4 separate regions of the Mus musculus genome follow, and all the other regions are linked to region 1. Evidence: chromatin contacts called from public promoter capture Hi-C data. All regions are on one chromosome and are shown on one strand. The core of a region is the stretch at or near the end of the contact, and the rest is flanking DNA. Distances in the headings are between cores, read along the strand shown. Region 1 holds the start of Tmco3 (transmembrane and coiled-coil domains 3). Region 2 holds the start of Fbxo25 (F-box protein 25). Region 3 overlaps Fbxo25 (F-box protein 25). Region 4 holds the start of Champ1 (chromosome alignment maintaining phosphoprotein 1).

Region 1 (2,700 bases), core at 179-2,678:
GAAAAGTTTCATACACTTTATGTTATCTTGTGAAGAATAACACACAACCTAGGCACAAGAGTGCTCCCATATAAGATTTTAGAAAGCATCTGTAAAATGTCCTTCCACAGACACTTAGCAAAATACCTCCTCTTATGGTCAATTTCAAAGGGCTCATAGGACAAACATTTGCTCAAACAGATTTGCGGCCCACTACAGATTGACTGTGCTTTGCCATGTGCAAGCCTGGAAATGAGGGCATCAAGTCCAAGTGTTCCCAAATCTTGAGCCTCCCAACATTTCCTTCCCCAGTGACGTTCCTGTCCAAGAGCGCAGGTGAGTGGCTTGGCCGCTGAAGTCTGCTAGCAGCTGGTCAGAGGAGTCTTTCTGCAGCTCTTCTCCATTATTTCTTGATTTCTAGGTTCAAACCTTTTAGTTTTCCAGCCTCGTCCTTCTCGGTATTGGTTCCATCCCCTCTTCCCTCCCCAGGGTTCGGTCCTCAGTTCCCCTGTTTCCTCTACGCAAACCAAGCCAAGCCGACATCTCTCCCAGGACAGAGACAAAACTTGTCTTCCTCGGCTCCCATTCGCTTGCATCCTCTCGGAGCAAGGCTACCCCGAGACCCAAGGAATGGGACTGTCAGGCGTCCTCCCGCGGTCCAGGCCTTTGCACGGCTCTACTAGGCAAACCCTCCTCTACCTCCAGGGCGTCCAGTCGGTCCCTCCCCGCCTCCAGGATTCCCAGCCTGATCTCAGGAAGAGAGCGGGCGAGTAGGGGATATCCTCGCCGCGGCGAGAGCTGAGCGGATCGCAAACCATGCTAACCCCGCGGAGCCTTGCGCACCACCTTCCGGGGATCGCGTCCTTCCACCTCTTCCACAAACCTCCCCGGGCTGACGGCTTCAAAGCTCTGCCAGCTCCGCCCCAATCGGCGTCACTGTCCACTCAGAAGCGGGACGGCTCCGCCCAGCAGGCAGGTTGTCACCCGTCGCACAGCCCCGTCCCGCCCTCCGGTCCGGTCAGCACCCAGCTGACCCGGCGCCGCTGCCCTCCCCGGAGATCCAACTGGGCTCCTCACACCCCTCTTCACACCATGCTACTCCAAGTCAACCGCGCCCTCCCTCAACACCACGACGGGCACGCCCGGCCTCTCGGTTCGGTTATCCTAATGCCGCCACAGAGAGGTGACCTCCGCGCCCGGCTCTGGCCCGCACCTGCAGAGCGCAAAGCTAGCCACCTACCATGCTCCCCAAGGCTGCCGAAGCGACTTCAATTTTCTGCGCAAGCGCACGCCGCTCTTCCTCTGCGCAGGCGATTGCCGCGGCGGCTAGCAGCAGGCGCTCTGCGCAGGCGCAGTGTTCGAACGCTCCCTTCAGGTGACTGGGGGGGCTCGCTCCGTCTTCGGCTCTCCGCGTGCAGCGTGGACAGGCGCCCCTCAGCTCCGAGGCACAGCGTTTGGGTCACATCGTAACCTCTCTCGGAGGCTGTTGCTGTTCTGAGGCTCTTAGGCTTACGCACTCTCTGGAAGCTGGCTGGCCGGCCGGCTCCCGGGACTCCAGTTCCCGGCGTGCATCGCGCCGCGCGAAGGACGACGGAGCTGTCCATCGGCAGCCTGCTTAAAGGAGCCGCACCTACTTTCCAGCTGCGCGTCAGAAGCGCCTGAAGTAAGAAGAGGGCGGTGCCGTCCTCGGTGTCCTGGTCCCGAGGCCAGGAAAGAGATGAGGGCAATTCTTTGGCGGCCCTGAGGTTCGCTGCGTCGGGGAACTCTCGATCGGGGACAGTGATGCTGAGGTCGCATGTCCAGAGAGCGGCCTCCTCCATCGGGGTAAGCTCTGCAGCTGCGGGACTTCTGTCCTGAGATGCGCTCCACCGGGGTCCTCATCCGGGTTGCTCAATCCTGGCGACTCCTACCCGGGGCTCCTTCTTGGTTTGTCTCTTCCAAAGGGGATCCTTCCTAGGAGACTGCCTTTGTCTACTTTCCAGGGGGTGGAGGGTCTTTTCCTAGAAGTTCTTTCGGGGTATGGGGGAAGACAACCGTTTCCAAGACTTCACCTAAACTCGGAGGTTCAGCTCCCCGAGCCTCCCGTTTTTTTGTTCTTCCCTGTAATTTTTTGTAGTCTCTCTGTCCCGCCCCGTGAGGCTGCCCGCAGACAGCCTCTTCTTAAAGATAAACCTGGAAAGACGCCCCAAGATTGTCTCTTTCAATAAGGGATGTGGGTGCCCTGCAACACTTGACTTAAGCTTATACAGCCAGGGAGGTTGGCAGAGTCAACAATCAAACCAAGATGGTTTACACATTAATTTCTTAATTTAGGTGGTAAAACCAATCAAGTAAGTTGAAAGTGACAGGGAAGGTCACTCTGGCCCAGTGGGTTTAACCTCTCGTTTATTTATTGTCAGCATCCATCTCATCTTCCTGGGGTGCAATGTAGATTTGCTTACTTACCAGAGAAGTGTTTGCTACTGATGAAAGGGCCTCTTTCTTCATAGATCTTTTTCTCCTCCTTGGCTTCCCTAACTAAAAAAAGAACAAGCAGCTGGCTAGTGAGTAGGCTCTGTGTCTCCTCTCTTTGTGGATTTAAGTTGGCACCTCCTGAACAAATAAAGTAGCTATTTGAACAGCCCTTTGGGCACCACCAAGAAGCCATGGTTCATTGGTTCTAAGTCATATAGGCTGTTTGCTCTGCCTCTGTTTGACTTATCTTCCTTTGGTGCATGGCAT
Region 2 (2,700 bases), core at 179-2,678, 620 kb after region 1:
CTTTAGGTTTCCTTTGCCTCTGAGTCTTGGGTGCCCTATTCTTGTCTCCAGGAGGGAAGATTTCAATTCAGAGGACATACCTAGCCACACAACATATTTAACATACTTTAAAATAGCTTTTAAATTTCCTTTTGATCAGGCAAGGTGCATAAAGGACAATTACGGGAGTCAGTGCTTTCCTTCCACCAAATGGGATCCCAGGGTTAAACTCATGTTTCCAGGATTCCACAGGAGCACTGTCACCAGCTGAGACATCTCACTGGCTCTAAACTCGGTTTTAAGTAGACCTTGTTAAATACTTTCACCTGATCATAGGTTTTCTATGTTCTGAGGGTTTGTGGCAGGCTGGGTATAACCTATGCTGCGTGTATTAGGTGCACTTTGGACTTAGTGTTTTCACCTTGCATGGGTTTATCAGGACAAACCCCACTGGAAGCTGGACAGCTCTATCTTATTGTCTCTGTTCACTTATTATCTTGGCTTGGTAACAGCGACAAAAACTTCAAACAGTCTGAATTAAGGTTAGCCTTTGCTTGCAAACACACCTCTACAAGTTCAATAAACAAAAGCACAGAGCCACTGGGCATGGTTTAGAATCGAGAGCCACACGCCTAGATTAGGTGTGTGGACGGAATAATGCTGACTTCCACCCATAATTGGTCTAGTATTTTTAAAGTGTATAGCGCAAAACACTATTAGACTAAAAGCACGTCAGAAATTATTTACATAATACATTTCAAATATGAATACCTGCTATTTAAAAATGTAAAAGACTAACCTGAATATATATGTTTTTGCTCATTACACACTAGGCACTTTAAAATATTTTTGTTTACTCGGGTAAGAACCATTCCTAGTTCCGTTTTGTTATCAAGGCAGAAGAGCTCCACAACCTGCAGTGGTCCAGTTTCCCTCTCCTTTCTACAGACCCTATACTACCTATTTGGAAAACATTCCACCTGTTGACACTGCTTTCCCAGCTTTCTAGGAACTGAAAGCCATTCTAGGCTGCAGGTCAGCAAGACTGTCTTTGAGCCCCAGGGCTACGAGCAAGAAGACTCTGGCGTGTAGGAGATTGGGGCAGTCCGAACAGACCCTTGCATTCACAGATGCCTAGCTAGGCAGGCAGGTAAATGGGACAGTGAGGTGAGGGACCCGAGTGTAGACCAGCGGTGTCCTTGCTAGCCCCAGCCCGGCGCAAGGGAGGTCTGTAGGTCCGGAGAGGACGTCTGGAAACTGAGGCTAACCACACGGGTTCCGCCAGACAACTTGGGCAATGCCAACAAGGCGGGTCAAAAAAAAAAACCACCAGAACCGACCCTGGGGCGCCTAGGATGGGTGGGTGGGGCTTGTGCTCACTGAGCACGCGCGCCCCGAGGCCTCCGAGTTCGGGTAGCAACACGAATCACGTGGCTCCTCTCCGGCCAATCAGCGGGACGCCAAGGCGGGGCGTCCAGCGGTGGCCCTCGGCGGGAGGCGGACGGCTTCCGGCAATAATTGGACGCTGCGGCTCGGTGTGGTTGGTGGCTGTCTCGTCTGGAAGGGACCCGCAGGTGAGAAGGGCCTCAGGACGGGGAGGGGCAGTCGGGCAGGGCGTCCCTGGCTCGCCCTCCGATGTCCGCCGTGCTGCTCCGGGGGCCCCGAGCGGGCTGTGGGCTCGTCCAACCTCGGTAGATGCAGGCGTCCGCCCCCCACCGCCGCCGGCCTGTCCCCTGCGGGTCCGTGCGGCCTCCCGTGCACACCTGTGTGTGCACCATCCTTCAGGCCGGCGTGTGCGCTCGCCGCGAGGCACGCGAAATTTGCATCTTTGTCCTCACAGCTCCTTTCTGCCTCTGTTCCAGGGCAGTTCCATCTCCATCCCTGGGCCTATTCAAACTCCCCAGAACTCAGACGTCTGGAGAACTGTCCCTGTGAAGGCCCCCCACCCCCCACCCTTTTACCTGCAGCGCCAAGGCTTGATTTCCCACCATTATCAGAAAAGATCCCCCATTTCCTTCACATTCCGTTTTCCTTCGTTCCTGGGCATGTTGTCCTACTACGAAGCATCTGTGATGATCTCTCTAGATTCCTTGGAGTAAACCCCATTTCTGACATTCAGCCTAAATATACAGTGGTTTTGTTTGTTTGTTGTTGTTTGTTTTTTTATATGATCTTTCACAATCAAATTTACCCACCTATACAAACTCTTCACGTTTGATCCAAGTTGTTGGAATTTAATTTACTTGAAAATCTTGTAAGAAAGCTAGAGCAGCGGAAAAATCAAATGCTTACTAGGTTGAAGATGGGCTTCATTTTAAAAAGGGATTTGTTACTGTTAATTATGAGTGAGCCTGTGTGTGGGCACATGCACGAGTGCCTGGGGAGACCAGAGGCTTCCATCCTGATGGGCTGGAGTTATGGTGTCAGCTGCCTGACTTGGCTGCTGGGAACCAAGGGCGGGGTCTTCTGCAAGAGCAGTTACAGTGAGTGAGCTCTTAACCCGCTGACCCATCTCTCCAGCCCAGGCCATACATTCTTTCTTACTCTAGAACAATGGAGATTATCGTTCTCGAAATTTTAAATGAAAAAATAAGAGTGAAGCTTTTTTTCTCCAAAAGTGAACCTGCCTTGCTATTTTTGTTATAAACTGTTTTATTATAATGCCCCTGCTATACGCTCAAAGCGTTTGTTTTGAAGATGAAGGCCATTGATGTACAATCC
Region 3 (2,780 bases), core at 156-2,655, 640 kb after region 1:
ACTGTCCTTAAAGTGGTTGTCCAATGAGTCCAGTCCTTGACATACATACTACTGAAAGACTGTCAGAGCTAACCTAATTGTACAAAGCCAAGCTCAATTAAATATCGCCCCTACTTTGTGAGTCGTGTGGATTCCATCTGGGAAAAGCAACAAGGGGAGGTTGTTAGGAGACTGCCAGGGTGTCCTGTGACTTCGTGGGATGGGGTCTGATGTTAGGAGATTGCCAAGGCATCCTGTGCCATCCTTCATCCCTGTAGTGACCCAGGTCGTTGCAGACAGGTGCTCCTGAGTACATGCTAACCTTGTACTGTGTGAGGGTCGTCACCGCGGAGAGATGTCCTCACCACCATAAGGTTTTTCCTTAAAGTGAGATATACCTCAGATTCTACACTGTGCTCTACCCTTTGTTCCCCACAACTCCACAGCAGTGCTTGGTGTGTTGCACACACTGAGAAAACGTGGGTCTCAGTGTTTCCTGTGAGTGTGTGGTTGGGTTGTACACGTTAGGGCTGTTCTTAGAGCTGTGTCGTCTCCCCACGCGATCAACAGATCCGTTGCTGTCTCCACTGCTCCTCAGCAGCCCTGGCAACCTTTCACTCAGAGTCCCCTGTGGTTCCTTACTGCCCTGCAGCTCACCTGCCCCCAAAACTCTCAACTGGAAATCTGTGTAGTGTACGTATTTCAGATGCAGAAGGAAGGTTTTAAGATCTGTCCTGACCTGAGGTGAAATCCATACAGATCGATACAGAAAACAAAAGAGATTTCAGACAGAATGCCAATAGTTTACTTATATTTCACCCTTGATTCCCAGACCTCTGTATCTCATTGTAGTAGTTGGCTTTTGGCGTGCTCAGCTCACATGATCCCAGCTTGGGTCATATACCCTCAGGCCTGCTCACACCTGTTTTTCAGAGATGCCTCCGGTTGCCAGTGGCCCCCGTAAGGCTCACTCCTTGGTGGTTGGACACATTTCCAGCAGAGCAGTGAGAATTCCCTGCAGAGAATTGCTCCCTGAGTGTGTACAGCACCAGATCCCGAGGCCTCCTGTCCTCCCACCCCCTCCCCCTTGTCCCCAGCAACAGAAAGCAGAGTGGAGTTTCACTAGTACTCACTCTAGCAGCAATGTGAAAAACTGCCGTGCCTCCTGTCTCAGTAACACACAGTTGGCTTACGTTTAGTATTGCTGTCTTTGCTCTGTTCTCATTTATGTCTGACATGGGTTTTAGAACTAATACAAATACCTTTCACTAGAGGCTTTTATGCCCTAGCCGGTGTCAGATGTTGACTGACTTTCCTTGGCTGGCTGACGTCCCTGCCTGTCTGATGTCTTGTAGAGGCATGGCTACTGCACCCTGGGAGAAGCCTTCAACCGGCTAGACTTCTCAAGTGCCATTCAGGACATCAGGAGGTTCACTTACGTGGTCAAAGTAAGTGGTTCTTGCGGAAGCAGCTTTGATGACTCCCGAATGACTAGTTTGAAGGTTACAGGTATGAGATTACATAACGGGTCACCTGTCTATGTACAGAAAGGAAAGGGACAGCTCAGGAGAAGATATGGAGGGGGGTTGCAACACTTAGGTCACAGTTGCAAGTCCCAGAGGCCACAGGAACTAAGACATTGCAGGGTCCTTTTCTTGGAAATGCCTCCCACGTTTGAGCTCATGAGGACCCCTGATGGTTCCACATGCATGTTCCACTTCTCGTGTTCACCCGGAATGAGCCTTGTTGTATACACAGGAACAACTGGCCAGTAGACAAGAGGATTTCATAAGGACTAGAACTCCAGAAAGTCTCCCTGCAGTACTGACGGCTGTTGAGGAGTTTCTGCCTTGGGCGATCTTCAGAAGGGCGAGGTCTTTGCTGTGATAGCTCTCATGCAGTTTGCTTTTGTCTGTGGCTCATCCACGCCACTGCATTGTGGGTAAAGCACCAGTCAGGCTTCACACCGGCCGGCCCGTTCCCAGTGCTGCCAGAAGACTCTCACTGCCTCCTAGGCGGTTAGAAGTGTTGCTGCAGGACAGAGATGTGAGACTGGATGGCTCTTGACCTCCGCTAGTGTGATATGTAATGTGTGATTCTAGACAGCACGGGTGGGTGCAGGCGAGGCAGCCACGGCGTCTTCTGGTGTCCAGTGTACACAGGGCAGTGGCCCCTGACCTCCTGCAGGGCATCCAAGTCCGCTGCCCTGGTGATGGACCTTGTTTAGGAGTGGAGGAGTTAAGCATCCAGGGAGGACACAGGCCAGCGCTCACAGTACCAGTGCTGCCAGCTCTAAAAGACCTCTGTAAATAATCCTCTTTACAAAGTAGAAGTGACAGTGACGGGGGCTGGAGAGATGGCTCAGTGGTTAAGAGCACCGACTGCTCTTCCAGAGTTCAATTCCCAGCAACCACATGGTGGCTCACAACCATCTGTAATGGGATCTGATGCCCTCTCCTGGTGAGTCTGAAGACAGTGACAGTGCACTCATATACATAAAATATAAAATAAGTAAATCTTTAAAAATAAAACAAAACCAAAAAAAAGTAGAAGTGACTTATTCTGTTTCTAAATAAGAAGTTTTCTTAAAAGAGTCAGGACTTATGCCTATTCAGAAGATAATTAACCCTGCCCTGCTGGCTGGGTGTCAGCTTCCTGGTGCTGCGATGAAATACTCTGACAAAAAGCAACATGAGGGATGAAGGGTCTTGTTTCAGATCACAGGGAGCTTTGGTGTGCCACTCACTGTGGTGGCAGCGCTGGGCTGGCTTGTGTGTCCTCAGTGGTGGCCGCCCTGGGCT
Region 4 (2,785 bases), core at 259-2,758, 580 kb after region 1:
GGATATCTGTAGAGAGCCTCAACAGAGGGATTTTCTGCATCAGATTGACTATTGGACATTTTTTTTTTTAGTATAGAATAGAGTTTATTCAGGGCATGGGGAGGGGAGTTAAGAGGGTAGCAGAGGCAGAGAGAGGCAGAGAGAAGGAGAGAGCAGAGAAGCAGAGGCCAGCCATGAACATATGGAGAGAAAGGGGAAGGGAATGGGGAGAGATGAGGAACAAGGGGGCGAGAGGCAAGAGAGGCAAGAGTGTAAGAGCACTAGTGGGCATTTTTGTGGAGCATTTTCTTGATTGCTAACTTATGTGGGGAGACCCCCACACACTGGGGGCTGTTCCGTACCTGGGCAGGTGGGCCTAGGCTGTATAAGGAAGGTAACAAGCCATCTAGAAGAAAGCCAGCTAGGAATAGCACCAAGGTCTCTGCTTACTCAAGGTTCCTGCCTTGAGTTTCCTCAGTATCTTATAAAGTAAACCCTTTCCTCCCCTAAGTTCCTTGAAGGTGCCAAACATCCTCACTTAGAATAACAAGGGTTAGACTTCCAGCACCTCAAAAATTGAAAACAAGTTGGGCAGTGGTGGCACTCATTTTTTTTTTTGTTTGTTTGATTTTTTTTGTTTTTCTAGACAGGGTTTCTCTGTATAGCCCTGGCTGTCCTGGAACTCACTTTGTAGACCAGGCTGGCCTCAAACTCAGAAATCTGCCTGCCTCTACCTCCCGAGTGCTGGGATTAAAGGCGTGCACCACCATGCCTAGCGGCACTCACCTTTAATCCCAGCACTTGGGATCAAGAAGTGTGCTTGCTGACTCTTAGACAGTGACTGTTGGTGCAAACGGTCATGGATTCCCAAAAGTGGGTTAGGAATGCTTGTGGTGGCTCGTGCCTTTGAGCCCAGCACCTGAAAGGAGGCAGAGACAGGTGGATATCAGGGCTACATAGGGAGAGACGGTCTTAAAAAAAAACAAAGTCACTAATGTGTTATGTGTCAGACAGCGTGGGATGCTTAAATAAGGTGGCCCTGGGTTCATTTCTATCATCATTCAAGTCCAAAATGCAAGGAATCAAACCACTACCACCACCAATAACAACAAAAAGGCAAAAGCTTAAGAAATTACATAGGTGTATAAAGTAAGGTAAACTAGGTCCTCACAATCTTTCAAAGCAAACAGACTAATACTAAAACTAAAAGTGAATACATTTCAATTGCAATTGAAGCCAATTTTTAGAGTTTTGTGTTTGGAGACATGAAACCTGTTTACTGCCTTCGAAAAGCTTTGTATTTGCCTTGTATTTCTAGTTTAGACAGTATGTCTTATTGGAATGAATGAATGAACGCATCCTTATTAGGAAGGAACAAATCAAAAGACAAAAATAATCAAAACGAACCTACCAAACAAACAAACAAACAAAAAACCCAAACAATCAAAAGAGGGGTTAAGCAAAGAGACAGAAGCCCAGGCCTGGGGCTGGGCCCTTGCTTCCTCCGGCACAGCCCAGCTGGGAACCTTAGGGGCCGGGGGAAGGGGGCGACCCGGAGGCACGCGACGGCACTTCCGGTGCGAGCGCGCGGTACTTCCCGGCTGGTCCTGCGTCCAGCCGCCATTCCCGAGGCCGCACAGCCAGCCCAGAGTTTCCTGTGGGCGTTTCCTCCTCTTCACTTCAGGACGCCTCGCCGGATGGTGAGGAGCGGGCGGGCGGGCGCCTCGGTACGGGCTGCAGGGTTCGGCGGGAGGGCGGGCGCCGTGGTGCGCTTGGCGCGGCCTGGAGGCCGGAGCGCCCGGTGGCCTCATCCTTGCTCTCCGCCTCCGGGGCCAGCCTTGTGTTTTTCTTGCGTGGCGGCGCACAGGATGGGAGGGGGCGGTATCGGTCTGGAATCTGCTTTAGGGCTGCTGTCCCGAGGCTCCGAAGGTCTCTGGACGTGGACCGTATCCGGGCTTAGCCTCGCCCAGGTACCCTTTCGGATGGATGGCTGCAGCCTAGCGGGGTGTTTTCCCGAGAAAGGGCCAGCGCTTTGGCACTTGACTGTGGAGTGTAAACCGGTGCCAATCTAGTATTCCCAAACATTTAATTAATCTAAAGATCGCTCGGTGCCCAGAAGTTCTACCCCCAGGTCAACGGATCTTGCTTGTCAAGAACACAAGGAACTCAGAGCCATTAGCTACACTGTTAGTGGCACACACGTGGCCATGCACTGTCTCTCCTGTAAACTGTGGATCTCCTAAATTAGGCTGACGCTGCGGCTCGATGGTGAGCCCGTGCTTAGCAAGAGTGAGGCCTTGGGTTCCATCCCAGGACTTGGGAACAAAAAAGTGACACTTGTTACAAATTAGCTCACTGATCAACACAAGTTGTTAATGGAATTGGAAAACGTGTAGAAACGTAAGGGTTATTTGTGCTTTGTGTTGTTGTTGTTGTAGTTTTTAAAGAAAAACAACCAGTCAAAAATGTATAACCTTAAAAAAAAAGGCTATTCATAAAGAACAGTCTTATGGGCTGGAGAGATGGTGGCTCAGTGGTTGGGAGCACTGACTGCTCTTCCAAAGGCCCTGAGTTCAGATCCCAGTGACCACGTGGTGGCTCACAACCATTTGTAAGACAGCTACAGTGTACTTATATATAATAAAATAATAATAAGAAAAAACAGTCTTGGGCTGGAGAGATCACTCAATGGTTAAGAGGTCTGACTGCTCTTCCAAAGGTCCTGAGTTCAAATCCCAGCAACCACATGGTGGCTCACAACCATCTGTAATGAGATCTGATGCCCTCTTCTGGGGTGTCTGAAGAC

The links. Promoter capture Hi-C pulls out the DNA fragments that hold promoters and counts their contacts.
Region 2: a promoter capture Hi-C map of pre-B cells shows a contact between it and region 1, with 4 times the contacts expected there. The contact joins the promoter of Fbxo25 here to the promoter of Tmco3 in region 1. A contact is called at or near these places in 4 of 39 promoter capture datasets (the 3T3-L1 cell line, hippocampal neurons, liver and 1 more), 2 of 484 Hi-C or Micro-C datasets (erythroblasts and uterus), 1 of 115 datasets of contacts at active chromatin or transcription factors (astrocytes) and 2 of 9 other capture datasets (adipose tissue and liver).
Region 3: a contact with region 1 is called in a promoter capture Hi-C map of the C10 cell line, with 2.1 times the contacts expected there. The contact joins the enhancer-like site here to the promoter of Tmco3 in region 1. A contact is called at or near these places in 5 of 39 promoter capture datasets (the 3T3-L1 cell line, the C10 cell line, hippocampal neurons and 2 more) and 1 of 9 other capture datasets (pancreatic islet).
Region 4: a promoter capture Hi-C map of pre-B cells shows a contact between it and region 1, with 4 times the contacts expected there. The contact joins the promoter of Champ1 here to the promoter of Tmco3 in region 1. A contact is called at or near these places in 5 of 39 promoter capture datasets (the 3T3-L1 cell line, the C10 cell line, cranial neural crest and 2 more), 1 of 484 Hi-C or Micro-C datasets (muscle stem cells), 1 of 115 datasets of contacts at active chromatin or transcription factors (fibro-adipogenic progenitors) and 1 of 9 other capture datasets (liver).

The regions. Positions count from the first base shown.
Region 1 is chr8:13,286,585-13,289,284 of GRCm38.p6, forward strand. It overlaps Tmco3 (transmembrane and coiled-coil domains 3), which reads left to right and starts at 1,429. Exons shown (of 13, transcript NM_172282.2): 1 at 1,429-1,803. Dcun1d2 (DCN1, defective in cullin neddylation 1, domain containing 2 (S. cerevisiae)) reads right to left here and starts at 1,542. Exons shown (of 7, transcript NM_001024504.2): 1 at 1,220-1,542. The coding sequence starts at 1,222.
Region 2 is chr8:13,906,311-13,909,010 of GRCm38.p6, forward strand. It overlaps Fbxo25 (F-box protein 25), which reads left to right and starts at 1,429. Exons shown (of 10, transcript NM_025785.3): 1 at 1,429-1,553.
Region 3 is chr8:13,922,591-13,925,370 of GRCm38.p6, forward strand. Fbxo25 (F-box protein 25) reads left to right here. Exons shown (of 10, transcript NM_025785.3): 5 at 1,335-1,427. Among named protein-coding and RNA genes, the nearest start is that of Fbxo25, 16 kb to the left of the region's middle. Within about 2 kb of position 1,406, at least 5 of the 459 cell types and tissues checked have an H3K27ac peak or open chromatin away from gene starts, as enhancers often do.
Region 4 is chr8:13,868,133-13,870,917 of GRCm38.p6, forward strand. It overlaps Champ1 (chromosome alignment maintaining phosphoprotein 1), which reads left to right and starts at 1,509. Exons shown (of 2, transcript NM_181854.2): 1 at 1,509-1,679.